Linked DNA regions of Mus musculus: all the other regions are linked to region 1. A link is a contact called in public ChIA-PET, HiChIP or PLAC-seq, Micro-C and promoter capture Hi-C data. All regions are on one chromosome and are shown on one strand. Each heading gives the region's core, a stretch centred on a gene start, on an enhancer-like site or on the middle of the called end of the contact. The rest is flanking DNA. Distances are from core to core; before and after follow the strand shown.

Region 1 (3,970 bases), core at 712-3,211:
AGCCTTGAAGTAGGTAGTTTTTATTCCTATCTTCCAAATGAAGAAACTCTGGTATGGAAAAATTAAATAATTTGCCGTAGTTCACAAAAAAAAGTATTAAGATTCTACTCAGATAATATACAGCTCCTGTTCTGTTGTTGTGGACAGAGATGGGTCTATACATGAGACAGGATAGATAATTTCATAGATAATTTCAAATTAACAATCTTTCTTACAAAAATAGCAAGCCGAAGGCATTATTAGCACATATTTCAAAGAAAATTTTGAAAACTACCAGTGTTTCAACACTAAGTAAGTGGTCAACATTGGTACTGTAAACAAATCTCAATCACTTTTTGCTAAACTCTATCAAAAAGTACTCTCGTTATCTTAATTTTCACTTAACAGTTAAAAGACAGGACTTTTCAGAAGTAAAACAGTGATAACTATAGACTTGGGAACATGGTAGACAAAATTGATTACGATAACTTATGCAAACAGTAGAAACGAAAATTTGTAACTTCTTAAAATTCTCTTGTGAGTTCCAATAAAGTTTAAGCACTGGTATCAACACGACTTACAAAATTTTAAGACAAAGCAACAAACAGCTAAACGAGTTCTGAAGACTATGCACCCGCTAGGTAGAAGCAAGTTCTCACAGCTGAAAGTTCTCCATTACTGCAAAGTACCTTACCTACCTTGCTTGAATAGTTGGAGGCACTTGGAATGTTTACTTCTCAATTGGGCGAGGGGAAAGCCAAACTTACCTAAATGACTTGTCAAAGAAGAACACTGAAAGCTTTAACAAAATGTTAAAGACTCATTTTCAATTCCTCCCAACCGACCCTACCTTAGGAAGGACAGACAACAGCTCACCTGGGGAGTGGACTCCGACTCAGAGACCTCTTGCTCAGGAAAGGGCTGCTTGATCGCCTTCGGCCATAGGGGCTGGGTGATCTCCCGCTGTAAGAGCCGCTCCTTTCATAGCTGGAGGACCGTCTCCGGCTATAGGGACTCACAGACCTCTGTCGTCGGCTGTAAGGACTGGGTGACCGAGTGCTGGACTGGTAAGCAGAAGGCTCTTTGTAAGGTGGGCTGATTGACTGCCTTCTTGAGGTACTTCCAGGACTCTTCTTGTAGGAGTCATAGTTGCTAGAAGTGTGAGACCTTGGGGGGCTAAGATCGTAGTCTTGGCCATAAGAAGCTCCGGAAGGGCTGTCATCTTGCTTGGAACTGTCAGACCATTTCCTATGGGGACTCCTGGATCTCCGTTTAGGGCTAGCCACGGTTTTGTAACTTTTGGGTGTTTCCCTTTTCCGATGACTTTTACTCCGGTCCTTGTATCCAGACTTTAACTCTCGCTCTTTGCGGGTCTTCTCCTTGTGCATTTTGGACGACCTGGATTCCTTGCTGCCGCTTTTGGATAGCTGGGCCTTCCCATAATCATCACTCCCCTCCACGGACCGTTTGGAACTGCCCGATACCCGGTCCTTCATAGATCCAGATTTGGAGACTTCCTGATTTTTTTCCTTTTCCGTCTGTTTAGTTTTTAGCAAGTCTCGGGACCGCCGGTGCTGGTGGTGACGATGTCGGTGCAGGCGATCGCTCCGATCCGTTCCCCGACGTTCCTCGTTCTCCCTCCGGTCTGATTTGAAGGCCGTGTCATCGGAGAAGGTGTCTGAATCAGAGCTGATGTCATCGTACTCCACCAGTGGTTTGATTATGGTACCCAAAGATGCCGCTTCGGGGGTCACCAGCCCCACGTCTTTGGAGTGCTTGGACTTATGCCGCTTGTGCTTCGACACCAAGCGGTGACGCTCCCTGCTGTTGGAGCTGCCACCTCCCGATGACGGCTGCGAAGTTCCAGAAGCTCCTCCGCTCCCGTCCTTCTTGCCCCCATGTCTCTCGGAATTGGGCATTCCCTTTCCCCGGGCCTGAAGCAGGGGAAAAAGTTCCCCGGCGCTCCAAAAAGCCCCACCCTCCCCCCCAGCCCCGACTCCACGCCCCCCGAAGAGCCCCTAGACGGGGGTGGGGAGGGCAGGGACCGCAGGCGAGGCTCCTCCTCCCTCTCGCCGCCTCAGCGCCCTCCTACATGAGGTGGGGGGTGAAGGAGAGAGGGAAGAAACCAAGAGTTCCTCGGCACGGGAGGAGCGCGACGCCGGGAGCTGCTCGAGTCCGCCCCTCACGGCCGCCCACCCCCGCCGAGCCGATATTCGGGCCCGCGAGCCCTGGCGCTCAAGGAAGTAGGAAGGCGTCCGCCGGAGCCTGTGGGGCCGACGGCGGCTCTGGAGCCCCGGGAGGACTACGCAGGCCCTTCCCCTACCCGGTCGCCCGGCTCGGGGCGGCTGGCTTCCTGTCGCCAGGCCTCCGCGGCCTAGGTTGCCTCAGCTCCCCCCCTTTGTCCCTCGTGCCTGAGGGAGCCCCCTTCGCTAGCCTCCGCCTCACACCGACACCTCACAGCCACATCTCACTCCCTCGCCCAGACTCACTCACACACTAGATTAAACCGAAACGGCACTAGAGGGGGAGGGGGAGGGGCGAATGCCGCAAGTATCGCGAGACTCCGCTGGACTCCCGCGATACTTGGCGCTTCCCTTTTCACCTCGACACATTCCTTCACCAGAAAACGCGAGAACGGGACCCAAGCCGCAAACGCAGCCCGTTAGATTCTCGCGATACTTTTCCAACTCCCCCTTTTGGGGGGCTTTATAGGAGCGGAAGTTGCGGAGATTACCTTTAAAATTTAAACCTAAATGGTAATTCTTTGATTAAATATCCCCAGGTTCCGGTGGGGATGGGTCTTAGCACAGCTTGTAAGAAGTCTTTTGATTTAATAGGGTTTAAAAAAAAAAAAAAAAACAAGGGACAAGTGAACATTGGGGACATTACAGCGCAAGTTTGAATATTGGGGATTCTGGTAGGGCTTGGGTTTCTGAGACAGGGTTTCTCTGAGTAGCCTTGGCTGTCCTGGAACTCACTCTGTAGACCAGGCTGGCCTCGAACTCAGAAATCCGCCTGCCTCTGCCTCCGGAGTGCTGCGATTAAGGGCATGGAGCACGCACCACCACCGCCCTGCTTTAAGTCTGAATGTGCAAACAACGCTTGGTACTGCGGAATTTGCTGAGTTTAGGCGTTTTGCATTCATTTTCTCTGCCCTCACACCCATGGGACACTGTCCTCATTGCGAATTTACAGGCAAGGACTCCCGGATTCAGGGGGGCTAGTCAGTAGAAAGGTTAGAGTGCCAAAGTTGGGGGAAATGTCAGGATGTCTTACAGCACGTTCTTAGTAACCCAGGCTGGACTCCCAGTTGTGGCTATTCAGCCTCAGCCGTTTCTCGACTGCTGGGATGTTTTACCATAACAAACGTCCAGTTTCTACAAACAGAGAAGACAATGAGACTCGGGGAAAAAAACGTGTCTAAGCCTATGTGCACTACCTTCAGGAAGTGCCAGTTGTAACGTCTCCTGGAAGTATTTTTCTTTTTATTTCTTTTTTTTTTTTTTGGCTTTTCGAGACGGTTTCTGTGTACCACTACCGCCAGGCTCTGGAAGTATTTCTTTTATACTACATTTTAGGGTGGATAAGATTCTAAGCTGGTCGTTGCCACACGCCTTTAATCCCAGCACTTGAGAGGCAAGGTAGGCAGAGGTAGGCGGATTTCTGAGTTCAAGGCCAGCCTGGTCTACAAAGTGAGTTCCAGGATAGCCAAGGCTATACAGAGAAACCCTGACTCGAAAAACAAAACAAAAATTCTACCCTAGGACATCTTATGTCCAAATTTTCATTTTTCCTTCCTTTTCCTTTTTCCTTTTCTTCCCTCATCTTGCCTACTCTCTCAGAGAAGTTCTCCAGTTAGCCTGGAGCTCACATTTGATGCCTAAGCATCAAAACACCACACAGGAGTTTAATAGGCGAGTGATGGCATGTGGGACTGTCAAAAATTTGAAGACAAAATTTGTAAACTCTGTGAATTTTCACAACCAGTGAG
Region 2 (4,017 bases), core at 331-2,830, 630 kb before region 1:
CCTACGTTCCTCAGAAGCCCTTTAATAGGGTGCTGGCATTCTCATAGTGGGTGAAATGGCATCATCTCAGGCTTCTCAGGGTGTGGTTATTATTTTTTTAAAAAAGGCCCTCTGCTGAGGCATGGCATGGGAAGGGTGGGTGCTACGGAGGCCCAAAGCCTTCTGGATGCTGCAGTCTCCTGGTATCTTCCCTTAGAGACCTTCGAATTCATCCCCAATAAAAGCAGCCGAGTTCTGTGACTATCCACATGGCCCCACCAAGTGAGGCGCTCCTACACAGCCAGGGACTCCTGTCAGCGGTTTTCAGGCCTCAGCTATGGTCTGGAGGGCAGCGTACAACCTCAGCGGGAAAGCGTCCACCTTAGGGTGTCAGGCCCTAATTTAGGGGCGTGGGAGGAGGTAGGCAGTATCAAGGGCTCGTGGGAGACTGGCTTAAATAGCCGAGAGAGAGGGAGGGTAGTTGAAGGAGAGAGATGGTTTCCCTTCTTCCCCTAGAATGAAGCTAATGTGGGGAGGAAGGTGGGTGCGCATTACCATGCCCCTTCCCCTACATTACTTCGGGCTTCCCCTCATCCTCTACACCAACACTGAGGACAAGAAAAAACAATCAGGGAGCATCCCCCGGGCCAATCCCTCACCTCCCACCCCCAACCCCGTGCTCTCTTGCTCTGGGATGGATGAGCAGGCTTACCTGAGGCGCTGCTGTCCCTGGTGGTCCCTCCAGCCAGGCGCTCCAGAACCCGGTTCAGAAGATGCTCTGGCCGCTCGGGGGCGCCCAGGGGGGCCCAGGGTGGTGAAGCCAGGGGTTCGCCGGGGGATAGCTCATCTGAGGAGTACGAGGAAGGAGAGCGCAGGGGCACCCCAGATCCTATCGGCCCAGGCCCGGGAACCTCCTCTAGCTGCAGCCAACAGGGCCCCCCACTGCCCGGCTCCTCAGAGACCCCTAATGGCTCTCCCCCTTCCTCCTCAACGGGCGGCTCCAGCCCGGGCTCGGTTGGGGGCTCTCGGAGGAAAGCTGGGAGCAGCAGGCGAGACACGCTCTGACGCCGCTGCAGTGGCCGCAGTCCCCCGGCCGGACCGCCGCCCCCACCAGGGCCCCCACCCCCTCCAGGCCCTCCGCAGCAACCCGGACCCCCGCCGGGACCTCCAGTCACCGCTCGCCCCGCCAGCTGAGACGTCTGCTTCTTCAAAAATTTCTCCAGTGGCTTCATGCCCCCCCCCCCGCCCCTCTCTTAGGGGCCGCCGGGGGACCCAGGTGTCCCAGGCGCGGGCGGGGGGAGGCGGGGACACGATGCTCAGAGCCGGGGGAGCAGAGCCGAGGGCCGTGCCAGGCGTCGGACTGCGAGCGAGAGGTGGCCGAGCCTCGCTGGCCAGAGTCCAGTGGCCAGTGGCCGGGGGAGGTGCCAGAGGGAAGAGGAGCTCGCTCTCAGCGGCCCCCCATGCCGGCTGCGGCCGAAGGGTTGGCAGGCTGAGGGGCTGGTGTCCCCGTCTCAGCGCTCCGGGGCCGGGCTGAGGCGACAGAGGCAGCGGGCGGAGCGCAAGGCTGAGGACGCGGCGGCGGCTGCGCTCCTGGCCCCGGGGAAGGTGGCAGAATTGAGACCGCGCCCCCTCCTCCAGTCCCCGCCCCTACCCTGCTTAGGCCCGCCCCCGCCCGGCCGCGCGAGGCTTGAACTTGGGCTCTGGCGCTGACCGCGAGGAAAATTAGGACTTGGGTTTCTGACAGTCGCAGAAGGGCAAAGGCGAGGGAGAGATCTACCAAAGCAGAGGACTCCTGGCTCTTGATTACCGGGTCTCTTTTGAGCATTTCAAATAACCAGGGCATATGTTTGACCTTGGCACGCCTACCTGTGCACAGGTGAGGCTTATAAAGACTGCTGAACTCTTTGCATCTTTCCCACAATTTTATTTGGTCATTATCTTCCACCTGTTGAGAAGGGCTGGGACGGCGTCTTGGGTAAACTGGTATTGGCACTGGGGGCGGTACCCATATTCCTTTCTGATAGGGTTTAGGGGGTGGTGCAGGGCCGCCCTGTAAGGCAAGTACTGGCAAGTAGGAAAGAGCCAGGCAGAGGCCAGCAGGTTGTGGCAGGTCTAATTGGGGTGAAAAGAGATAGTAGACTGAAAGAGACGACCAAAAGCACAAGGGCATCTTAGCCCAGGTGGTAGCGAAGGGAAGCAAGACTGAAGAGATGTGTAAGTCCCCAAACTGCCAACTATCATCCATCACCTAGCACATTAGTGTATATAGCCATAGAATGGGAGAAATATTGCCCTTACTCCTGGTGGCTACGCCAGAGCATTCTGTCTCCCAGGGTACACTCCACTAGGATGGGGCTGTAGAGACAGTGTGAACACATCCAGGCTTGGTATACATGGTGAAGGAGTGGCACCGGGTTCCTGGTGGGCTGGTGTTCCTTGGGCAAAGTCCCACCCCTGTTTACTGTGCCTCAGCAAGGCATGGATGGACAGGAATGCTAAGAGCTGGGAGTGGTGAAACTGACAGGGTGTGTACTACACTTGTGTTGCTGTCGGTGCAAACTCAGTTCCATGTGTGCTAGAGCATGTGTTCACAGAAATAAAGCTCTGCACACCCATCTGGGGATTTGGAGAGGGAACAAAAAAAAAAAAAAAAAGAAAAAGAAAAAGAAAAAGAAAAAAAAAAGCTCCGATTTTGCTATGAAGCTGGATCTGAGCATTGGTTTCCTGGACAGCCTTAATTGGACACTCGGCCTCTCTTAAGGTTGGAAGTAGGAACTGGCCAGAGTGGCTTAGAGCTCCCCAGGTAACCTTTTAGGAACCAAGAAGAGGGGAGGGCTTCTCTTCTGCACATGCCACAGTTACCAGATTAAGCCGGTTGCCTTGGTAACCTCTTCTCTGGGCAGGATTTGGGATTGTCGGTTAGGAAGGGTGAAAAATTGGGGAGTGTGAAGGGTGTGGGAGCTGGAAATAAAAAGGGACCGAGAGACTTCTAGAAACTAAATGCTTGGGGAATCGGACTCTAGACCCTTCCAGTTACAGAAAGTGGCAGTCACTACATTCAAGACCTTGAATCAGAAGCAAAGGAAGCATTAATTTGTGGTCCTCCTGGAGCAGCAGTGGCTTCCGTTCTGGCTACACACTGAAACCGCATGGGAGCTTTTTGGAATTGCTGATGTCCAGGTCACACCCTAGATCCATTATGGGATCCTGTGGCAGGCCCAAGGTCTCTGTTAGTTTAGAAAGCTCCCCAGGTGATTCAAACAGCCAGTGTTGGAAATCACTGCTCTAGGTCAACTGCAGCTGTAAGAAGATCTGGCAATTGCAAATCCTTGATGTTTTGAGTCACCTACAGGTAGGTCCATGGACTGACCCACAGCGGGAAAACTGATAGGGCATCTACATTACCATGAGAAAACCGAAGAGAATGGTAGGGTGGTATTCAATTACTTAACAGTGGAAATGGAGGCCAACAAGCTTAACTGAGTCAGTCCAACCCATGGGCTTCTACAAAGGTATTGGACAGGGCTACCTAAGGCAGTAATCTATCTGTCCCTTAAACTCCCATTATCTCTGCCCACTGAGAAGCAGGCTGGGGGGGGGGGGGCAGAGAGAACCCGAGGGCTTTGCTGAGCTTGAGTTTCTTCTTGCTGAGCTAGTTACCAGGGCAACAGGGAGAGCAATGGGATCTAACAGCAGGACTGGGGAAGAGGCAAGGGTGAGAAGGCACCCCAACATTCCTTTCTCCTGCCAGTAACCTACCCAGAGGGTTGGCTGACATTTTTTGCATGACCAACCAGGGAGACCATGTCTATAGTTATACATCACCTTGGGGGACAGAGGGAAGATGTCCCAACTTGTGGGCATTCCCACACCACCAAGGTAAAGCTTTGTGAAACAAAGAACAAATGTTTCCAGCCCCACAATACCCACTGGTCGTCCACACCGAGTGGCCTTTGTATAACTGTAAACTTCCACTCAAGGAAAGTTAATTCAAAACTGGAAATTACTCTGTGCGTGCTCCAGTCTCAAATATAAGGC
Region 3 (3,874 bases), core at 1,232-3,731, 820 kb before region 1:
CATTTGTAAAGGTTATAGGTGGAGGACAGCCCAATCCTTGAGAAACACAAGTTTAATCGTAAGAAGGAATGAGTCTAGTTTGTCGTTATTGTAAATGGGCTTTAAAGCCTAAGATGGAGGCAGGCTGGTTCTGCACAACCCCCTACAGTGAAGAAAGGCAGCTCCTTCTCCAGGAGTGCCCCAGATTGATAACGGGAGGGGGGGGGGCGTGAGGGAAGCTGTGTGTGCGAAAGAGAAGAAGGGGAGGGTCAGAGAAAACGCTAGGTTTAATATCTAACACTAAGCCAGCACTTGGGAGACAAAGACAGGGGATCTGAGTTCAAGGCAGATCTGAGTTCTGGCTGATCTTGAGTTCAAGGCCAACCAGATTTACAGAGCAAGTTCCTGGAGCTCAGGCCTGGAACCCCTGGAGCAGAGACCTGGTGGACAGTGACTTCCGCCTTCATGGGAGGGTAGTTTGGCCACACGTCCTGAGTCCCTGGCTCCTGTCGCAGCTGCAAACCCCCCCACAGCCTCCTGCAGAGAGTTGTGTGGCCATCATCGCTGTGGGTAATGCCCCATGCTCCTGGTATTCTCTCAGGACTCCACCCCCACAGTTACCTGGCAACAACTAGGTAGCCCAGCCCACTATAAAAGGAGCTGCTTGCCCCTCCTCCCCCTTGCTCTCTTAACTCTTATTCTCTTGCTCTCTTGCTCCCCCCCCCCCCACCTCTCTCTCTCTGCCTTCCCTTCAGTAGCACGCCTGGCTTCTGAACATCAAGGAAAGCCGCAGAGAGTGACACACTGGTTCTGGCACCCATAACCTAGTCAGTCTTCTGACTGGACAGAAGTCCTAGGCCGGGCAGTGGAGTCCTAGGCCGGGCAGTGGTGGCACACGCCTTTAATCCAGCACTTAGGAGGCAGAGGCAGGCAGATTTCTGAGTTCGAGGCCAGCCTGGTCTACAAAGTGAGTTCCAGGACTGCCAGGACTACACAGAGGAACCCTGTCTCGAAACAACCTGCCCCCTCCCCCCCCCCAAAAAAAAAAACACCAAAAAAAAGGTCTTAATTGCTGAGTCCCTAGTGGCCCTAAGCATTGAAGTCACCCTCCTTTATTAACACACAGGACAAGGCTAAAAACACTGAAGACAGGATCAGAACAAGGTTAAAACTCTACTCCTTTGGTTTTCCCACCAGCCAGGCCACATTTCTTCATTGGCCTTCTCTTTCACTTTGCCAGCAGGGTTGTTGTTGGACACGTGAAGTTATTTAATAATGGTTGATCTTGGGCGCCTTTTGGAAAGGAAAAATGTTTAAATTTAAGAAATTCCTTGCTGATAATAGCGATTTTTTTGAGGGTGGTGGTGGGGTTAGAGAAAGGGTTTCTCTGTGTAGCCCTGGCTGCTCTGGAACCTGCTCTGTAGACCAGGCTGGCCATAAACTCCAAGATCCACCTGCTTCTGCCTCCCAAGTGCTGGGATTAAAGGGGTGGTGTCGTCACACATAACCAGTTTATATCTACCATTTTTACTTTTAGCACAGGAAATTGAAGCTTCCTCCATCGAGAACCCACCAAGCCCCCACCTCTTATGTCAAATTGAACGGTGCTCTAGACTGCATTATGCATAGAGGGCAAATATAAAGAGCTCTTGTAGATTCCCTCAGCAGCTGACTGAGGGAGAAGTTCCCGTCTCATGAGGGCCTCTCAGCTCCACTGAAGAAGCATGAATGAATCTTTGTATCAGGGGTGATCCACAGGGAGTGTTAGTGCTGCTCGCGATTTTGCTGGCATCTCTATACTCTTCGTGTGTGGCAGCCTAAGACCGCAAGCAGAAGAACTTGCCAGAACTTTGCCAGCATTAACTCAGCGCTTCTCAACTTCCTAAGGTTGCGACCCTTCAACATAGCGTCTCATGTTGTGATGCCCTGCTACCATAATTATTCCATTGCTACTTCATAACTGTAATTTTTTTGCTGCTGTTATGAGTTGTAAGGTAAACTATCTGATATGCGACCCCCAAGAGTCACGACCCACAGGCTGAGAACCGCTGCCTTGGCCAGCCTTGAGGGAGGGATGGCGTTGTTTCCTCGGTCAGGAAAAAAAAAGGAAAACTCATCGCAGGATTAAGACTCTGTAATCTCAACAGATCTGAAATAAAGAATGAGCATCCGTTTTCTAGTTATATTCAGAAGGACGGCTTAGTCAACCACTTTGCACTTCCAAAATGCCTTCCCTCTCTTCAGAGTGTCTCTCAGAGCACATGGACCTTCCTCATTGGTCAGATTTTCTGTCAGTACCACCAACAATTGCTATTGGTCCATTTTGAAGATTCTCCCGCCTTCTTTTACCTAATTGGTTTATTCGAAAAGGCGGTCTTTTGTTCGAATAAAAGACGATCTACGATTGGTTACTGCAAACAGAGCCAATGAGAGCGAGTCGGTGATTGGTTCCTCTGATTTGGGCGGGCTAGATAAAGGTTCAAATGAAACTAGGGAAGCTCTCCTAACCGACAAGCGTCTGTGAGGGGAGCGTCCAGGTCCCGCGTCGCGCGTCGCGGGTCGCCTAGCGTTTCCCGCTGGTTTTGTCGCTTTCCGGATTCTCGAGCCTCTTCAGGACCGTCACCATGGAGTTGTCACCGCTGCAGGTACAGCTCGCGGATGGGGCCGGGTAGTAGAGCCTTTACGTGGCCTCTGCGTTCATGGCTGACGGCGAGAGTTGAGGTTCCAGGGCCGAGCGCTGGCCGGCGACCGGCTGGATCCGGTCAGCCCCATCTTCTGGGCCTTGAGGGGTCGTGGACTGGGTGAAGCTCTTTCCGAAATGATATCTATAATCTAATCTGGGTTCTTGAGTGTTGTGTTTTTATTGTTTGTGGGAGCAGGTTCAACTAGTCCTGCGATCGGTCTGTAGTCTAATGGCTTCTGTGTGACTTCCAGCCGGCTTATACTCGAATTCAGTGGCCCTCTTCCCTTCCCTGGGTGATTTGAATAACTCATCACGGAAGGTGCAGAGCATGGCAGTTCCCATTGAGGAGCTGGCCGACCGAGTGGCTCAAAAAAAGTCCAGTTTCGGGATGTGAATGTAGCCAAGGGTTTGCATTGCTAGCATCCCAACTGCTACGGGTGGATACCATCTGTAATCGGCACGAGCCTATGTCGGCACTCACTAAATATTTTCCCATTAGATGGAAGAAGTTGAGTGTAGTTTATCGATGACATAAAAAATATTACTCAAGGCAGAAATGTCCATACTTGCAGAACTAAAATACCTATTTAAACGGGCATCTGTAGCCAGACCTAGTGGGGCAGGCCTGAAATGGCAGCTGCTCCAGAGACTGAGGCAAGAGGATGCCTTAAGCTATTTAATGGGACTCTCAAAAACAGCAACAGGGGGTGAAAAAAATGGTCTGGGAATTTTGCTCAGTGGTCAGAGCATTTGCCTAGCATGTGCATGCAAGGGGGGGTGGGGGGACCTTGGGTTCCATCCCCAGCATCACGAATACTCAAACCACAGAACCTAATCACAAGGATTTTAATTGACTTGTTCGTTCAAAACTATGTAAACTCTACCAGTACCTACAAGCAGGGGATAGATGGTGATAGAGTGTATGGACTTTATCATTGTTGCAGATATTTTGTTGACCACTTCTGATAAACTTGTGGCTAAAATTAAGTTTATTTTTAATTCCCCTAATGGCTAGCCTGTAAATGAAAATATGCTAATGAACAAAAAGAAGAATGAAGATGGCAAGAAAAGATTGTCTATTGAAAGAATCTATCAGAAAAAAACACAACTGGAACATATACTGCTCCGCCCAGATACCTACATTGGCTCTGTGGAGTTAGTGACCCAGGTAAAACCAAACTAGCAAAGTGCGCTTGCTTTATTGTCATGGCA
Region 4 (4,080 bases), core at 526-3,025, 570 kb after region 1:
CCCCTCCCTAGTGCAGATCACCCACCTTCTATAATGTCTTCCAGATAGAGAGAGAGAGATTAAAGTAGGGTGAGGGCTCTATGGGCAAAGGAGCCTGGAGGTTAGATCCAGTTCAAACATGTGACCTGGCAGGACCCCAGAGGGACCCACCCACTTCATGACAGCTGTTCCTTAGAGGAAACCTGGGGTAGGGGAAGTGGGAGATCAGAATATTGAACCCTCTTCATCAGTAAGTCCCACTTTGAAGCTTTACCTTGGGTCTCTGCCAAGGAAAGGGTGTGTGTGTGGGGGGGGGGGGGGCCCATCCTCCCATCCCTTTCTTCTCAGGTCTTGTTTGATGTTATTTAGAAAAACAGTGTGTCTATTGTCACCGCTGGGAGGATGAGGATGCAAGCTGCATCATTTGTCCTGGTACAGAAAAAGCGATTGTACATGTTAAGTGTAGCACTCGGGAGGGTGAAGCCAGACGCTGGAGTTCCAGGCCACATGGTGGGTGAGACCCTATCAGCGAGGGAGGGAGAGCTTTCTTTTGCCCTGGCTCAGAAGAAAAATCTGTATCCCTCAGTCTCATCCTACCCCTAGTCCAAGCCAACATATAAATCTCGTGTACTTCTGCAGATGAAAAGCAGCTGTTTCTAACCTGATTTTAGGATGACGATGAATAGCCCAAAGACTCACAAATGTTTATTGTGCCGTTTGGGCAGTAGGGATATAGCAGTGATCAAGACTGGATGCTCTACTGGCCGCTGGGCTCGACTGTGCAGCCAGGGCACCAGCTCTTTCTAGACTCCGAGGAGAGGTCAGCACTAAGGAACAAGCCAGTTTCACAAATGAGCAGGCTGTGTAGGAACTAGAGGGGAAGAGATGTGAGAGATGTGTACATTATCAGAGCATGTTCTGGAAATTATTCACTTTTTGTTTGTGGATGGAGAGTAAGGTTTTTGGTCTTTTCCACCCATTCAGGTCGCTCAGGATCCAGATGGTCGAGTCCTGGGATCTGGAGGCTCCCAACGGTGCCAGCGCGTTGGAATTCCGTTAAGATGTGGGGCACTTCCATACTTCACCAAGAAAAGGAAACAAGTACGGAGAGAAAGTCAGCTTATTGTCTTCCGTGGGTGTGTCGAAGCTCCCCTTTCTCCAAATTTATTTTTTTCTTTTATGAATCTTGCACATATATAGCGAATTCCTAATCATTCACTCTACAAGCGTTTTTGTTTGCTTTTGAGTTCCCGAGTGCCAGGCCCCTGTTCTACCGGCCCTGAGCAAAGACCACAGGACACTCTTAGCAAGCGACTCCTTGCTACACCAAGCTCTTAAGCCACCGACGCTCGGCTTCATCTTTTTCCTCTACGTTGGTTTTGAGTTTGTCTCTCTGAATTCACGGAGCACCATTTTCTTCCAAAGGGCTGAAACAAACTTTCCCATTTTACAGATGCGGAAAAACCGCGACTTCTACTGGGTAAACAAGTGACTGGACCTGCGACCAGCTAAAACGATCCCAGGCCATCAACAGGCCACCAGGAGCCGTGCGTCTGGCCCCTCGCACTTCCACCCGCGCGCGCCTAGATCCACGCGTCCCTGCTCTCCGCCCTCCAGCCCAGCAGCTCCGGGTCCACGTGTGTGTGTCTGTGTGCGGAATGGGGACGGGGGCCGTGCCGCCAGAGGGGTGGGGTCTACGTGACGTCAGAGCAGCAGCGCCCAATCAGAGGCGGGCTCGCAGCCGCGGCGCTGGTATTGGGGCAGCGAGGGGGCAGTTCTCTATAACGCGGTCTCCGGAGCCAGCGGGGAAGAAAGAAGCTGAGAGGGCGGAAGGCGCCCTCCCCGCCGCTGGGCCCGGGCACCGGGCGCCGGGCCGGGGTCCTTCCCGCCGGCGGCGAGCGCCGGCTGCTTTGTTTGCCCCCGCCTCGGCGTTGAGGGGTGATCGTGCCGGGCATTGCGCCGGGAACGCGGCGGCAGGAAGCGCGACCGATCGCACCGGGGACGCGCGGGGACCCAGGAGTCCGGCCGCGGCGAGGGCCGCGTGACGATACCGAGGAGAGAGCCGGAGCGCCGCCGCGGGCTCTTGGTGGTGGGCCCCGGACGCCCGTGAGCACAGACCTCCCCGTCGACGGGGGGCGATGTTCCCCTGGCCCGCAGGCTCTTCGGGCCGCCGGGGTATCCCGCCGTTGGGACCAGGGCCCCCGCAGTGGGCGACCCCCAAGGCTGCTCCATGGAGACTCTGTGTCCTCCTCCCCGCCTGGCAGTGCCCGCTTCCCCGCGGGGGTCTCCCTGCTCGCCTACGCCCCTGAAGCCGCGTCGGGGGACCCCAGAGTTCTCCCCACTGTGCCTGCGTGCCCTCGCCTTCTGCGCCCTTGCCAAACCCCGGCCGTCCTCCCTGGGCCTGGGGCCTGGAGAGCTGGCGCCGCGGACCCCGGTGCTGCTGGGCCCCCCGGCCTCGCCATGCACAGGAGGCTGGGCCGCGGACGGCCTGAAGCACCTCGGGGGACAGGCCGGGCGGCCGAGCGACGTGAGCTCCCCGGCCCGCGAGGATGCAGACGTCGCGGTGTGCCCAGGCGGTGGAGAGGAGGAAGAGGGCGGAGGCGGCTTCCCGCACTTCGGCGCTGGTTCCTGCGCACCTCCGGGCCGCTGCCCTGCTCCCCTGCGTCCTCAGGACTCTCCGACCAACCCCGCCTGGTCCCCGCCCAGGCCAGCCCGGGGTCTTGATGCAGCTAGCAGTCCGCCCCTTGAGCCCGGCTCCCCGCCTCCGTCGCCACCTGCGGGCCTCTCCCCGGAGCCTGCGCCTTCCGAGCAGCCTGTGCCGGCCTCCGAGGCTCCAGGGGGTGGAGACCCTGCGCCGACCGCGCCTGAGGCACCCGCGCTCAGCCCCTCGACGGCAGACGCAGCACCGGACCCGCCCCGCGATCTCCGCCAGGAACATTTCAACCGCCTGATCCGCCGCTCGAAACTTTGGTGTTACGCGAAGGGGTTCGCCCTGGACACTCCAAGTTTGCGCCGAGGGCCCGAACGGCCCGCGGCCAAAGCCCGTGGAGCAGCCAAGAAACGACGGCGGCCAGCGCCGCCCCCGCCCAGTGTGCAGCCACGGCGGCCCGTCCCGACGCTTCCTACATCGAGCACCTTCAGCCTCCTTGACTGCTTCCCCTGTCCCCCAGCTCTGGTGGTGGAAGAGAACGGAGACCTAGGGCCGGCTTCCTCGCTTCGCCTCCAGGGAGACGCCAAGCCGCCGCCTGCCCACCCGCTGTGGAAGTGGCAGATGGGAGGACCCGCTGTCCCTGAGCCCCCGGGTCTCAAATCCTGGTGGGTCAACTTGGAAGAACTATGAGCGTCGGACCTCTTCTACCCGGGGGCAAGTTGGGTTCCCCGGACAGACTGAGGGCTCCAGGAGGGAGCATCGATTCTGAAATTTGGCTGATCTTTGCTTTGCATTTTATGGGCTGTGGCCCGCGGGACCTCAAATGACAGTGATCTTCAAGCACCCGAGAGGTCCGGCTGATGCTCTTTCTACTCATCTTTGTGGAAGATCCAAGGACTGGCGTCCGGGAAAGCCTGCAGAAAGCTTAGTGACCATCTCCGTCCTCCCTGCGGGCGGGCAGAGCCTTCACCGCAGGGGAGCACAGCGGCTAAGGCCCGAAGACCAAAAGAAAGGGACAGAGGGACGGACCTTGGTGATGGACAAACCGGTTGTTTCCATGTTTGAATGAGGGTCAGTTTAGCGGTGTGGGGGCTGTGGTTGGGGTTTGAAGGTGATTGACAGCTCCCTGGGGGCATCCCCCACCCCCCACTGCCCAGACCTTTAACCCTTTACACCTCCCTCTTTTCTCTCCGTAGTCCTCCCCCTCCCCAAGTTCAGGTGATTTTCCCTTGTCAAGATCTTCAGTCCCAGCCAGCAGACTTTACCCTTTTGTCCAGTTTTGGAGTTTCCCTTTGCCGGAAGGTTGGATGAAGGAAAGAGACCTCCAGCCTCAGCGTTCTCCTCACATTCTGAGAGGAAAGGAGGAAGAGGGCCATGCTGTGTGGCCCAAGGCTGGCTTTGCCCGGGGAAGGAGCCAAAAACTCCCGGGGAAAATGATGGAAGATGGAATA
Region 5 (3,675 bases), core at 1,135-3,634, 920 kb after region 1:
CGGCACCCCAAAGGCTGAGGCCTCAGTGTGAGAGCCTGCCTTAAAGAGAAGAAACAACAGGGCACGGTGGTTTAGGACTTTAATTCTAGCACTTGGGAAGCACAGATGGGCAGATCTTTGAGAGTTAAGTGCCAACCAGTTTTCATAGTTAATTTCATGCTAGCCAGGGCTATATAGTGAGACCCTGTTTTTGAAAAAGAAAGAAAGATAGAAAAGTAGAGGAGGAGAAATGGAAAATAAAATAGGGAAACAAACCAACTGGTGGTGGGGCTGCTGCTGCTGCCTGTAAGGCTGAGGCAGGAAAACTGCTGAAAGGCTCCGTGCCAGGCTGCTCTATATAGTGATTTTGAGGCCAGCATAGGCTATAGAGTGAAACCCTGTCCAAGAGGAAAAAAAAAAAAAAACATTAAAAACAAAATAAAAAAAAAAGCAAGCCAGCTCTTGCTAGCTCATCCTACAAAGATCTACAAACCTAATATTCAATTGCAAAACATAAGACCAAGTCCACATGAATCGGCAGAGTTCCGGAGCTAATCGGAAAGGGCTAGAGCAGGGTGGAGTTCTGCAATGGAACTCTTCCTGGCAAGGTGAGGGAAGGGAGGGGCGCACATTTCACAAAAACGGATGAGCAGGCCACTGAAACACTCATTCCTGAGCAAATTAGCAATCTGTGAGGGCTAGACAGTAATCGAGTTAGACTGTAGAATTGATGTTAAAGGGTAAACAGCTCATAGGCAGCCTTAGATGGTTATAAATCAATTTTGCTTTGACAGGAGGAAGCCTTTTGTTTTTTTTTTTTTTTTTAAATGCAAACATTTTGAGGAGATCATACACAGTTGGATTAGAATAAACCAAACTGGCAGAATTATGAAGGAAGCTGTTTATAATGTTCTCAAGGAGAAAACCAGAAACAACTGGGTCTCAATTCCAGCTCCACCAATTATTAGCTGTACACAGGTCTAGAGCAAGTCATGATCTTTCTATGTGCCTGTTTTTGCATATATAAAACAGGTTGGGGGTCCACCTCACAGAGCGTCTGAGAGATAAAATGAACGTGTAAAGTGTTAGCAAGTATTCCAGACATATTAAAGGCCCGTCTCTTTAAGAATTGCATCTGTGTTTCTAAAAAGCACGTAGGATTTTTGGAGGAAAGCAGGGCAGGTTGAGGATCCACAACTGTGCTGCCCAATACAGTAGGCATTAGCCATGTGTTGCCCTGGCTGTCCTAGAACTCACTCTGTAGTGAAGGCTGGCCTCAAACTCAGAGAGATCTGCCTGCCTCTGCCTCCAGAAGCCAGTACCACCACTGCCAGGCACCTCATTAGCATCTTTAAAATGCATTACATGATGAAATTATAATCTGAATATATTGGGCTAGGGAGATGAGGTGCAATAACTTCTGTTGTTTTAATTCTATCTAGTGGCTCACAGTGTCATGTCTGTAGGACAGTGCTTGTTTAGTTTTGACTCTACCTTACAAGTTTCTATAAAAGAAATACGCTTTTAGGAATATTTTTGCCTTGATTTAAACATAGGTCTTAGAGATAACTACAGAATGGAGGGAGCCACAGTTAGGATACTTTTACAGAAGTCACAACTGGTAAAGGGTCTTTTCAGTTAAAAAAGCAGAAACAAAAACAAGGGGCGTGGGGGTGTGGCTCAGTGGCATGGCGCTTGCCCAGCCTGTGTAGAGGCTTTGAGTTCAAAGCCTAGCACCACAGGAAGGGAAAAATCCGGAAACAGACAGTTGATCATTATTATCATCTGTGTTTTCTTAATCAAAATCTTACTGTGTGCCCAGACCATTCTGGAACTCACTCTGTAGTCCAGGCTGGCCCATGATGATCGTCCTGCCTCAGCCTCCGTGCCCAGCAATGAAGCATCTTGTTTTAAATATGAAATCGTGGGATCCTGTATTTCTAGTCTTTGAAACCACTCTCCTAAAAGGTCTAGATTTCACTGGTTGGAGCGACCTTGAATAACTAAGTGTTTCCTCGGAAAACTGTTTTCAGATCATCCCTTCAACTGGCTATTTCCTAGGGAAAAAAAAAAGCCTCAGGTCGGGCTCACACCGCTGAGGTGGAATGGCTCTTTCCACGCGTCCCCTACCCCCCCGCGCTGACTTGACCGCTGCGTAGGCTTCCATTTTCCACAGAGCTCCTCCATGCCCTTCGTGGCTCTTTCCTGCCACCGGCCGACGACAGGTGCAGCGCCAAGCGCCTCCTCTCGCCTTCCCCGTTCGCCGACCGCGGCCTCGCCGCCCCGCCCCGCCCTCGGCGCGCGCCCTCAGCGGGGTCGCGCCCGCCCCGCGGGGTCGCGCACGCAGCCGCCGCCGCCTCCCTCCCCGCCCTCCTCCCCTGCCCTCCCCTCCGCCCCCTTCCCCGTAGGCAGCCCGCCCGCACCGCCGCCCGCCCGCCCGCCCGGCCCAGGCACCCGCTGGGTCTGTCCCCCGCCCCAGCCTCCCCGGCGGCTCTCGGCAGGCGGTCGCCCGCGCCCGGTGAATGTGGCTGGCAGCCGCCGTCCCCTCCCTCGCTCGCCGCCTGCTCCTCCTCGGCCCTCCGCCTCCTCCCCTCCTTCTCCTCCTCAGCCGCTCCTCTCGCCGCCGCCGCCGCCTCCACAGCCTGGGCCTCGCCGCGATGCCGGAGAAGCGGCCCTTCGAGCGGCTGCCCGCCGAGGTGTCGCCCATCAACTACAGCCTCTGCCTCAAGCCCGATTTGCTGGACTTCACCTTCGAGGGCAAGCTGGAGGCCGCCGCCCAGGTACTGCGACCCTCGGGCGCCGGGGGGCGAGCAGCGGGCGGGCGGGCGAGCAGTTAGGCCGCGCCCGCGGGCTGGGTTGGAGGCCGGGGCGGGTTGGGCGCGTGGGCCGCGGGACCGAGCGGGAGGCGGGTGCGGCGCGCCCCTCGAGCCGGCCGGCCGGGCGGGGACCGCGCTGCGGGAGTCTGCGGGCGGTGCGCCCCTCGGGGGGCCAGCACACCTGTGTGCAGCGCCCCTGGTCCCCGCCTTCCGGGCCCCGAGCTCCGGGAGAGGCTGGGTGGGGGCTGGGGAACTAGAAGGGGCTAGGACTGCCTGCTCGGTGGCACCCCTGCGGACTGCGTTCTTTCCTGGTCGTCCCTTTACTCCGCCGGGGATAGGTTGGAAGGGGCGGTCATCAGGCACTTGAGAGCGAGGAGGGGCGAGTCTAGAAGGTTGGGGGCAGGGGGGAGTGGAGCGAGAATGTTAATCCCAGGCAGCCTCACCGAGTTCTCCCGGCCTGATCCTGCCCAGGGGCCGGGTTTCCAGGATGATCCGCCCCCTCCCCCTTCCCCTCAAATGACAGTGCAGCAGTGACTTTGTTCTCCCCTAACCTCCAGAGAAGCCGCGGAGGACCCTAGCTCCTCTTCTCCTATCCGCCTTGCTCTCGCAACCTGTGAAGCTGGTGGATTTATTGCTTCAGTGGCGGTTGCTTAGCAGTCCCCTCTTCTGAAAGAAAGCTCTCAGTCTTAGCCTGCCACTGGTGAAAATATTCCATTACTCTTCTTTGCAGTTTTTTTGGTGAATCATACGCTCCTCCCTCCTCCCCGAAGCATTATCTGGCAGTATTGTTTGATTTCGGAGACCATCCATATAGATGGCTCACAGAGGTCTCAAACGGTTACGATAAATAACCATGGGTATGATGTGTTACGTGAGATCG
Region 6 (3,955 bases), core at 169-2,668, 700 kb before region 1:
GCTGGCCTGAAACTCACTCTGTGGACCAGGTTGGCCCCAAACTCAAGAGACCCACCTGCCTCTGCCTTCTGAGTGCTGGGATTAAAAGCAAGCTCACCACCTCCCGGGTTATTTGTTTCCTCTTAATTTCACAAGCACGCAGGCGAGTTCCATAACACTATAACTTCAAGGGAAATGTAAAGGACAGAACTAAGGAAATGAAGATCAAACCTAGGTTCCTTAGCAAATGATCTCTAGTGTACGGCTCAACCGTGAAATTCGGTACACACTTGGCAGCCATTATGAAGGCAAATACAGCTCTGGTTTTAAGAGCCAGGCACCTCAGCATCAAGGCAGGAAAGGCTGAGAGCTCAGTCACAAAGTCGCACTCACAAAGCGGAGGGCTTACCCAGACGTTTTCGGGGACTGAGAGGCAGAAGTTTTACGTCCACACACGGAGTGGTGGGTACAGGCTGGACGTTTCTAAGTTTTACTTCACAATCCCGGGAATTGGGTTTCTTCAGGGTATTAGATAGCTTCTTTTTCGGAAAACCGATGGTAGCTTGTGTCTGGGATCTGGTTTGAGGCATGATGGCCACACAACTGGATACAAAGGAAAATCAGGAGAGCAAAGAGAAAAACACACAGAGCAATATAAATAATTATATTGGGGACCAGCACTCCATAAATCACGTTAACATAGCATTTTTAACATTTAGTTGTGCTTCCCATGCAAATCTATGTAATAAAGGGTAACGTCTGTCTGCCTAGTACGTGTAACATTCCGTTATACACATATTACACACTACAGTCTTACCATACGTCAAATGTAGACACTATTAGCCCTCTCTTAAAGAGATAGTCACAGAAACACACGGCTATCACCCTGGGCACCCTGGGACCAGAAGCCAAGTTCTTACACTTGTATGATGCCAGAAGTCTGTCTCCATTTATTTCTATAATACTTTAGCTCCTTCCCTGCAGACATGTGAGACGTCTTTAGCACTGGTTTGGTTCCAGACCGTCACCTTTAGGCTCTCCCAAGTCCTGGGCAAGGGCAGCTGCGTCCTCTGCTCAAAACTAGCCAGCACTCCACCAAACTCCCGACCCCACCCTACACCGTTTCCTCCCAGCAGCTCTCTCCTTCCCAACGCGGCGTGCTCGAACCGCTTCTAGAGCTCACAACCCCCTCCCTGACCCAGCCTCAGACCCCAGGCGATTTCCCGCTCTCCACCGGCCTTGCTCGGACCAGCCTCACCTCTCTGGACACCAGACCTCGCGGAGCTTTGCACTCTTCAGGGCCGTGTCGCTCAGTGCACACTCCTCGCGTCTCGATCACCACCGTAAAAACTCTCCCGCCACAAATTCTACAGCAGCTGCAAAGTCAACTCGCGCCAAAGCCGCTCTACTTCAGCCTTCTCGTCTCCCGCCAAAGTCCAGCCAGGCTTCTGATTAGTTGTCACTCATCACCACGCCTTCGCCGGTGACGGCCGGCAGCCAATAGGACAGCCCCAGGTCTCAGCGACCACCACGAAGTCACACCCACTCGCCCGGGAGGGCGTTAACTTTTGAGACCTCGGAGGAAAGGCGCGCGTTTACGAGCGCGTCACGCCGTAAAGCCTGGCGGGAAGTGTAGTTTTTTTTTTTTTTTTTTTTTTTTTGCCTCTACGCACATCTACTTCCGTATTTTTATTTCTACTTTGTCCTCCACCCAGCCTCCCCACCGTTGCCTAACGTCCTCATTCTACTGGGCTACCTTTGCTCATCTTATCTGCCAAACATCCCTATTTTCATTATTCTGGTGGGCTAGATTTTAAGAGGGCTACAAGGCCTACTTTTTGGGGGGCGGTCCTGTATGGCATGAAGCAAATGAATGTATAAGGTCACAGAATTTTCTGTGGGGAGGAGCTGATAACTCGAACCAGGGTATTTTTTTGGGGGGCGGGGGGGCAAGTTCTAGACCTATCTAAGCAAACTGACATCATCTCACTATTTGTTGACTTGCGCTTGCTCAGTGAGAAACAAGTGCAACACCAAACGTATAATTTCAAGGTCATACATTCCAAGTGCTGCCTTAACATCCATCTAGCTACACATCATAGGGAGTAAAATTATGTCTCTTTAATTTGAAAATCTCTTATGGCCAAGCACTAGGGTCTGGGACCCAAGGAAAAGAGTTATCGGCAAGGCAAGCTGAGCATTTAATGAAAAATGTAACTAGAGCAGCCATTTGCAGGCAGGTCAGGCTCCAAGGTTACTCGGGTTCTTCTAAAGACCAGAGCCCAATTCTAGGTAATGGTAAAGTCTATGGGATTTTGTTCTTGGTTTGTTTTGTTTTGGTTGTTATTGTTTTCTGAGACTTTTTATTTGTAGCTCTGGCTGTCTTGGAACTACGTAGACTAGGCTGGCCTTAAACTCAAGAGATCTGTCTGGGTCTGCCTCCCAAGTGCTGAGATTAAAGGTGTGCGCCACCACACCTGGCTATAGGATATATCTTTTATTGTCTGATACCAAATAAAACAGACACAAAGCTACAAGTAGGAGCACAACAGCACAATCGCCAGTTACCTCTCATTTCAAATAGCTGGGAAGAGCCAACGTAAGTGTGTGGGTCTGAGCTCGTTATTTTACCTCTATCACCTTAATTAGTCTTTATAAGCACCCGAGGAAGGTTTTTGGTTTTGTTTGGTTTGTTTATTTTTCGAGACAGGGTTTCTCTATAGCCCTGGCTGTCCTGGAACTCACTTTGTAGACCAGGCTGGCCTTGAACTCAGAAATCCCAAGTGCTGGGATTAAAGGCGTGTGCCATCACCGCCCGGCTCCCTAGGAAGTTTTTATAACTAATTGTAAGAGCTGATATTTGCATTTTAAATAGTCTGACAGAAAACTAAACTCTTGACTACCTAATTATGGAGGATTAAAGAGAGTTGGGTTCTAAACAGGTCAAGATGGTGAAGGGGTCCACTCTGTGAAGGTTTTCGAGCAGCTAAGCACTGACTCCAGAAGAAAACGAGCTGCCGTGGTAGATGGAGAACAGGCCACGGAAGGGAGGTTTTCAGCTTGGATGCTGTTTCTCCCAGGGCAGTGGAACCGGAGAGCACCTCCCTGGCTCACATCTTTGTAACTTGAGGACCTAAAACCTACCCACACACCGTCGTTGGAAATAGCAACATAGGTCCAGTCAGCTTAGGAGATGGTAGCTCAGGACCTACCTGAGTTACAGGGGAGGGAGCAGGGAAGTTGTATTTAATGTGCATATTGCAGCCTAGAAATGCATTCACCAGGTTTAAACAAACAAACAAACAAACAAACAAACAAGCATCAGCTCAAGAGAAGTCTGCAGAGTGAATGAGGCTATGCAGGCAGAAGACTGGGGCTGAACGGTAAAAGGTTATCTGCAGGAGGCTTCTGCTCCAGCAACCGCATACACACATCAGTTCATCTCTGTACCTTTGTACTCAGGTTCCTTCCTGGTCAGCCCCTCCTAAAGTCTTTCGATATCCTGCATAGCTTCCTCCTGCCGACTCTGACCTTGCCTATGGGCTTTGAAGGCACAGCCCAGGTCTCAGTCCTATCTTCCTGTGTAGATTCCTGCCACCAAGTCCACAACCAATGCTTGTCAAACAAAAGGATGAAAAGGACACTCTGTCAGGCTCATGTCCACTGTGTGCAGGAATGATTTTTATGGTTGGAAAGCACATACACAGTCTTTTAAATCTCAAAGCCATAAACGTAGAAGAATACATTTAATTATGTGCAAAAACAGATCAGACTGGGCGTCCGTGGTGTCAAAGGTGAAAAAGCCTTCTTGTAGTTCTTCTCTGGTGTGGTCATGATCCTGAGATTGGCATTTTACCATCTGCGGAGAATTCACAAGCAAGAGGAAGGTAGCTTCCGTCCCACGAGTTGCAGTTCATGGTCTGGGCCAGGAAATACTCGAGACACATTCACAGCACACACAGCTGTGCCTGAGCAA
Region 7 (3,875 bases), core at 203-2,702, 610 kb before region 1:
AAAGGACCCTGTCCAACACCTTGTAAAGGATTTCAGCATCGTATTCTCTGACTCACAAACTCACTTTCTTTACTGAGAATAAATCAACTAAGTGTAACCTGTCCCTTCAAGAGGTGTGGCTTCAAGTTGCAGTCATTAACCGGGCAAGGCTGGAATTAAAGACATGTGCCACCATCACCAGACTTCTAACAGACTTTTAAAAGCACACGAGAAGAATGTATAAGAGAAGCAAGTCAGGGAATTTTTGTACCACACAGCTAGAGGTTTTTTTAAAGAGACATTTTCTGACTTACGCCATAAGGAAAAAGAATCTATCACACTCACTTCTGAATCTTCTGCACTTTCATAATCGGAAAGAACAGCTGAAAGGAAAAGACAAATTATGTGATATGTAATAACATAAACGTTTGTTACTACATTTCTGACAGTTCGTTTTGGGCCAGGCAAACATCCTCACTTAATTTGTGGACGCAGCAACTTTCTGGGGCAGATAAAATTATAGTTTCTGTTGACAGATGGAGAACTTTGGGACCACACTGACGAAAAACTATGCTGTTGTCAGGTGTTATTCTAAGTCACCACAGTGCACTCAATCTGTCACCTTCCAAAAAGGAACCAAACCAAACAAGCATGCTCATCATCACCATGACACAAACGCCACTCCCGGGGAACGCTCTCCAAAAACCCCTAACAAACCGAGAAAGACCCAGTGTAAGATATACATGGCCTTAATTTACATCCACAAGAATTCAAGATAAAGTAAAATTACTCACCATCTCCTTCCATGCCATCTTCACTCTCCTGGGAGGAAGAAGATCACACAGGTTAGAGTTGGTGATTTCCAGACGCGGGGAGCCCACCCGCAGATAACCGTGAGGGACGACTGAAGAATCAACACAGATGGTTGGGTAGGAATATGGGGCAAGATAAATCTTCAGAAGTCACATCGAGAATGGCGGTTCTCTACATCCCAGCCCCAGTTTCCGTGTAAACATTGCACGCCCTGAGCTCAGAAACCACCCAGTCCTCCTTCCCCGGGGCTCTGGGTGGATGCAGATTCGCAGCGGGACAACCTTTCTTTCCCTCTAAGAGGAGGCCCGGCATCTCACAGCATCTCCAGCCCGCCCCCTGCCGGGTCGCCGCCCTGGACCGCCCGCCGCTCACTCACACACTCAGACTCCTCGGCGCTCTTGGCGCCCCCGCTCTCCACCCGCCGCAGGTGAAGGCCCCCGCCGCGGCCGCCGCGCTGAGAAGGCAGCGAGCCACTGCCGCCGCCTCCGACGCTCCCGCTGCAGCTGCCGCCGCCCCGCGCCGGAGAGCCGCTGTCGGAACCCGAAGCCCCGGATTCCTCGTCCTCCGTGTCCTGGGAAGCGCGCTGCCGCCGCCGGTCCGCCATCTTACGGAGAACGGCCACCGCTGGTCAGCTCCTTACGCACCACGCCCGCCGCGGAGGCTGCCGGGAAGCTCGAGACTCCGGAGTCCCAGCGTGCTTCACGTCCAGGGAGGGCCGCCCTTCTTTCCGCGGGGCGGGGCCTGCACCCTGCGGCACGTTTTCTGGAGAGCGAGATGACGTCTGTCGGTGATGTAAGGAGGCGTGGCCTAGCGCTTTATTTCCCCACACCCCCACACCCCTAGCCCCGGCGGGCGGAGGGCGCCTGGGAGCGGGGCTATTGCATCCTCTTCGGGTTCTTAGCTCGGCCATCTTGGACTTTCCTTGGGGAGGGTTTCGAGCTCTTCTAGCTCCAGTGCGACGTTGGAGCAATTGCATGATTTTCGTTTTCCATTGCTCGCTTTCCCCTGAATTCTATACAGAACATTTTACTGTATTCCTTCGCATGGTTAAAAATCACGAGTCCAGGTGAAAAAGCCTTTAGTCCTGCGTCAGTTGCCAGCTCTTCACCTCAGTCTAAATTTAGGGGAAAGGAGAAACTGCAGTGGGGACAGAACTTAGTATTGCGGTGTTTCCTGGGTGTATTCAAAATCTCCTTTCTCCATGTGTCTTCCTAACCTAGTTATCTCATTTTGAGAACTGAAGGTTGGAAGGACACTAGTCTTACTATGCTTTTAAAACATCAGAGCTGGATCACCCTTGACTAGTTAAGAGGCTAGTTTTGGACCCTCTCTGCCCCTTCAATGTCTCGAGGTATTAGTTTCAAATCCTGGTGCATTGTTACTCTACAGAGAATGCTTTGGGTATGCATTTATCAGCAGTGAAAGAAAACTCAGCACAACTACCTTGCAGCAACATATAGTTTGTAAGCTAATTTATTACTGCATATTGTTAATATACATCAAATAGATGAGTTAAGAGGACTCTGAGCTGTTTTCATAAATAGCTAAAGGTCCCCACTGCTTACCAGATCTATAAACAGTATGAGACTCCAAGGAATCATGACTGTCTGCAGGGACTGATTCAACTGGTGACAGGTGGCCAAATGTATCATGGAGTTCAGCTCCAGAAACAACTGCCTGAACTCAAAATGGAGGATGCATGATTTAATAAGTGTGAAAGGCATAAGAATCTTATCCATCACAATCTAAAATGGTGCAGCAAGACTGCCAAGTTGAGTGTCTAAATAAGGACAAGGATAGCATGCCACTTTGTCCTTTAGTTGTTTGGTCGGAATCCAGCTTGGGATGTTTTTTTTCTTTTTTCTTTTTTTTTTTTTTTTTTAAGAAAATCTATGACCTCAAGCTAGCCTTTTCATCACTCGGGACCCACCAGCTTCAGCCTCCCCAGATGCAGGCTATGAGGGGACAATACCTGTAATCCTGCTCTGGATCCTACTTTCTTTTGTTTTTTGAGACAGGGTCTCATGGAAGCTAGGCTGATCTTGAACCTGGGGCTCTCCTGGCTGTGTGGGTGCTTGGGATAGCAGTCCTCCTGAGAAACAGTTGTGAGAAACGGTCAATGTTTAGCATGAATAGACAGATGGTCTGGGGTCCCACATGAGTCTTATTAGAGAAGTAAGGAGCTAAGAGATTGATCTTTCTATATCATTGTAGTCACAAAACAAGAGCCAGTGCTTTCAAGTTACAATGAGGGTTTTCAAGCATACAGAAGATGTGTGTAGGAAGACACTGTGGTCAAGCGGATCTGGACTTCATTTATCTGGACTGATATCCAGGGAAAATCATGTATCAAACACTGAGTAGGTGACCTATAAAGTCTTGCCTACAAGCTTTGTAATTTGCCATTTATGTGTAAGGAAGGGCTCAGGACAAAGGAACATACAGACACACGCTAGAGTCTGACACAATGGATGAGCCCCTGATTAGAAGGGCGGTGATGTATTTCTCTATTTCACTTGGGTTAATATGAAGATTCTTTCCCATTCTTTCATATATACAAGCAGATATAATGTTTCCCAACAAATCTAATAAAATGAGGCAAAAGTTCAAAAGTTAACGGCCACAATAGTTTATTTACAATTGAACTCTTTATAAGATATTTACAAGACAGCCGACTTTACACATCAGAAATGGTATCAAAAGTATGAATTACAGCACAGACAACGATATGAAACGGGCATAAAATAAAGCTGAGGTGGAGAGACAAGCAATTTCTCTTTTAATTTATTAACACTAGCTTAAACTTTGTTAAAGAAAGAATAAGGAACTATGTTTTCAGAGAAGTGCAGGGCCTCTCTTTCTGCTGAAGACTGAATCTCACAGTGTTGTACCCCACGGAGGGGAAGCAGGTGACTCCCCACGCTCCTCACTGTGCTCTCACCCCAGCCTCCTCAGCATCCCCAAACCAAAGGACATCTAGGAGAGGACATAACCAAATAGTAGGTCCTCAGGGAAAGGAGAACCAAAGCAATAGAATCCACTTCAGTCCTGCCAGATAGCACCTCATGGATTCCTCTCAGTCT

The links. Promoter capture Hi-C pulls out the DNA fragments that hold promoters and counts their contacts. A called contact is a pair of places that touch in the nucleus more often than the background predicts. ChIA-PET counts read pairs in DNA pulled down with a chosen protein or histone mark. HiChIP or PLAC-seq counts read pairs in DNA pulled down with a chosen protein or histone mark. Capture Hi-C pulls out chosen DNA fragments and counts their contacts.
Region 2: a contact with region 1 is called in a promoter capture Hi-C map of pre-B cells, with 7 times the contacts expected there. The contact joins the promoter of Rapgefl1 here to the promoter of Cdk12 in region 1. A contact is called at or near these places in 6 of 39 promoter capture datasets (the C10 cell line, cranial neural crest, liver and 1 more).
Region 3: a contact with region 1 is called in a Micro-C map of embryonic stem cells, with 7 times the contacts expected there. The contact joins the promoter of Top2a here to the promoter of Cdk12 in region 1. A contact is called at or near these places in 4 of 39 promoter capture datasets (the C10 cell line, embryonic stem cells, liver and 1 more), 4 of 484 Hi-C or Micro-C datasets (all in embryonic stem cells) and 2 of 115 datasets of contacts at active chromatin or transcription factors (embryonic stem cells and stem cell-derived neural progenitor cells).
Region 4: a contact with region 1 is called in an H3K4me3 HiChIP or PLAC-seq map of embryonic stem cells, with 7 times the contacts expected there. The contact joins the promoter of Epop here to the promoter of Cdk12 in region 1. A contact is called at or near these places in 3 of 115 datasets of contacts at active chromatin or transcription factors (embryonic stem cells, memory CD8 T cells and pancreatic cancer cells).
Region 5: a Micro-C map of embryonic stem cells shows a contact between it and region 1, with 5 times the contacts expected there. The contact joins the promoter of Npepps here to the promoter of Cdk12 in region 1. A contact is called at or near these places in 1 of 484 Hi-C or Micro-C datasets (embryonic stem cells) and 3 of 115 datasets of contacts at active chromatin or transcription factors (astrocytes, embryonic stem cells and microglia).
Region 6: a contact with region 1 is called in a promoter capture Hi-C map of pancreatic islet. The contact joins the promoter of Cdc6 here to the promoter of Cdk12 in region 1. A contact is called at or near these places in 2 of 39 promoter capture datasets (liver and pre-B cells), 1 of 484 Hi-C or Micro-C datasets (embryonic stem cells) and 1 of 9 other capture datasets (pancreatic islet).
Region 7: a contact with region 1 is called in an RNA polymerase II ChIA-PET map of memory CD8 T cells, with 5 read pairs. The contact joins the promoter of Casc3 here to the promoter of Cdk12 in region 1. A contact is called at or near these places in 4 of 39 promoter capture datasets (the HPC-7 cell line, cranial neural crest, liver and 1 more), 1 of 484 Hi-C or Micro-C datasets (CD4 T cells) and 3 of 115 datasets of contacts at active chromatin or transcription factors (bone marrow-derived macrophages, large pre-B cells and memory CD8 T cells).

What each region holds. Positions count from the first base shown.
Region 1 is chr11:98,201,296-98,205,265 of GRCm38.p6, reverse strand. It overlaps Cdk12 (cyclin-dependent kinase 12), which reads right to left and starts at 1,961. Exons shown (of 14, transcript NM_001109626.1): 1 at 856-1,961. The coding sequence starts at 1,898. Gm38963 (a long non-coding RNA gene) reads left to right here and starts at 2,636. Exons shown (of 4, transcript XR_880193.2): 1 at 2,636-2,735.
Region 2 is chr11:98,834,348-98,838,364 of GRCm38.p6, reverse strand. Rapgefl1 (Rap guanine nucleotide exchange factor (GEF)-like 1) reads right to left here and starts at 1,580. Exons shown (of 15, transcript NM_001080925.1): 1 at 692-1,580. The coding sequence starts at 1,211.
Region 3 is chr11:99,022,796-99,026,669 of GRCm38.p6, reverse strand. Top2a (topoisomerase (DNA) II alpha) reads left to right here and starts at 2,481. Exons shown (of 36, transcript NM_011623.2): 1 at 2,481-2,624; 2 at 3,678-3,830. The coding sequence starts at 2,604.
Region 4 is chr11:97,627,411-97,631,490 of GRCm38.p6, reverse strand. It overlaps Epop (elongin BC and polycomb repressive complex 2 associated protein), which reads left to right and starts at 1,775. Exons shown (of 1, transcript NM_175332.3): 1 at 1,775-4,080. The coding sequence starts at 2,210. The coding sequence ends at 3,319.
Region 5 is chr11:97,279,285-97,282,959 of GRCm38.p6, reverse strand. It overlaps Npepps (aminopeptidase puromycin sensitive), which reads left to right and starts at 2,384. Exons shown (of 23, transcript NM_008942.3): 1 at 2,384-2,759. The coding sequence starts at 2,502. Gm11592 (a long non-coding RNA gene) reads right to left here and starts at 2,266. Exons shown (of 3, transcript XR_001780313.2): 1 at 1,819-2,266; 2 at 256-377.
Region 6 is chr11:98,905,264-98,909,218 of GRCm38.p6, reverse strand. It overlaps Cdc6 (cell division cycle 6), which reads right to left and starts at 1,418. Exons shown (of 12, transcript NM_001025779.2): 1 at 1,238-1,418; 2 at 389-582. The coding sequence starts at 569. It overlaps Wipf2 (WAS/WASL interacting protein family, member 2), which reads right to left. Exons shown (of 8, transcript NM_197940.2): 8 at 3,641-3,955. RefSeq lists an enhancer at 2,578-3,955.
Region 7 is chr11:98,807,385-98,811,259 of GRCm38.p6, reverse strand. It overlaps Casc3 (cancer susceptibility candidate 3), which reads right to left and starts at 1,452. Exons shown (of 14, transcript NM_138660.2): 1 at 1,169-1,452; 2 at 774-801; 3 at 325-362. The coding sequence starts at 1,396. It overlaps Gm12359 (predicted gene 12359), which reads left to right and starts at 1,171. Exons shown (of 3, transcript NR_033551.1): 1 at 1,171-1,584. Msl1 (male specific lethal 1) reads right to left here. Exons shown (of 9, transcript NM_028722.3): 9 at 3,401-3,875.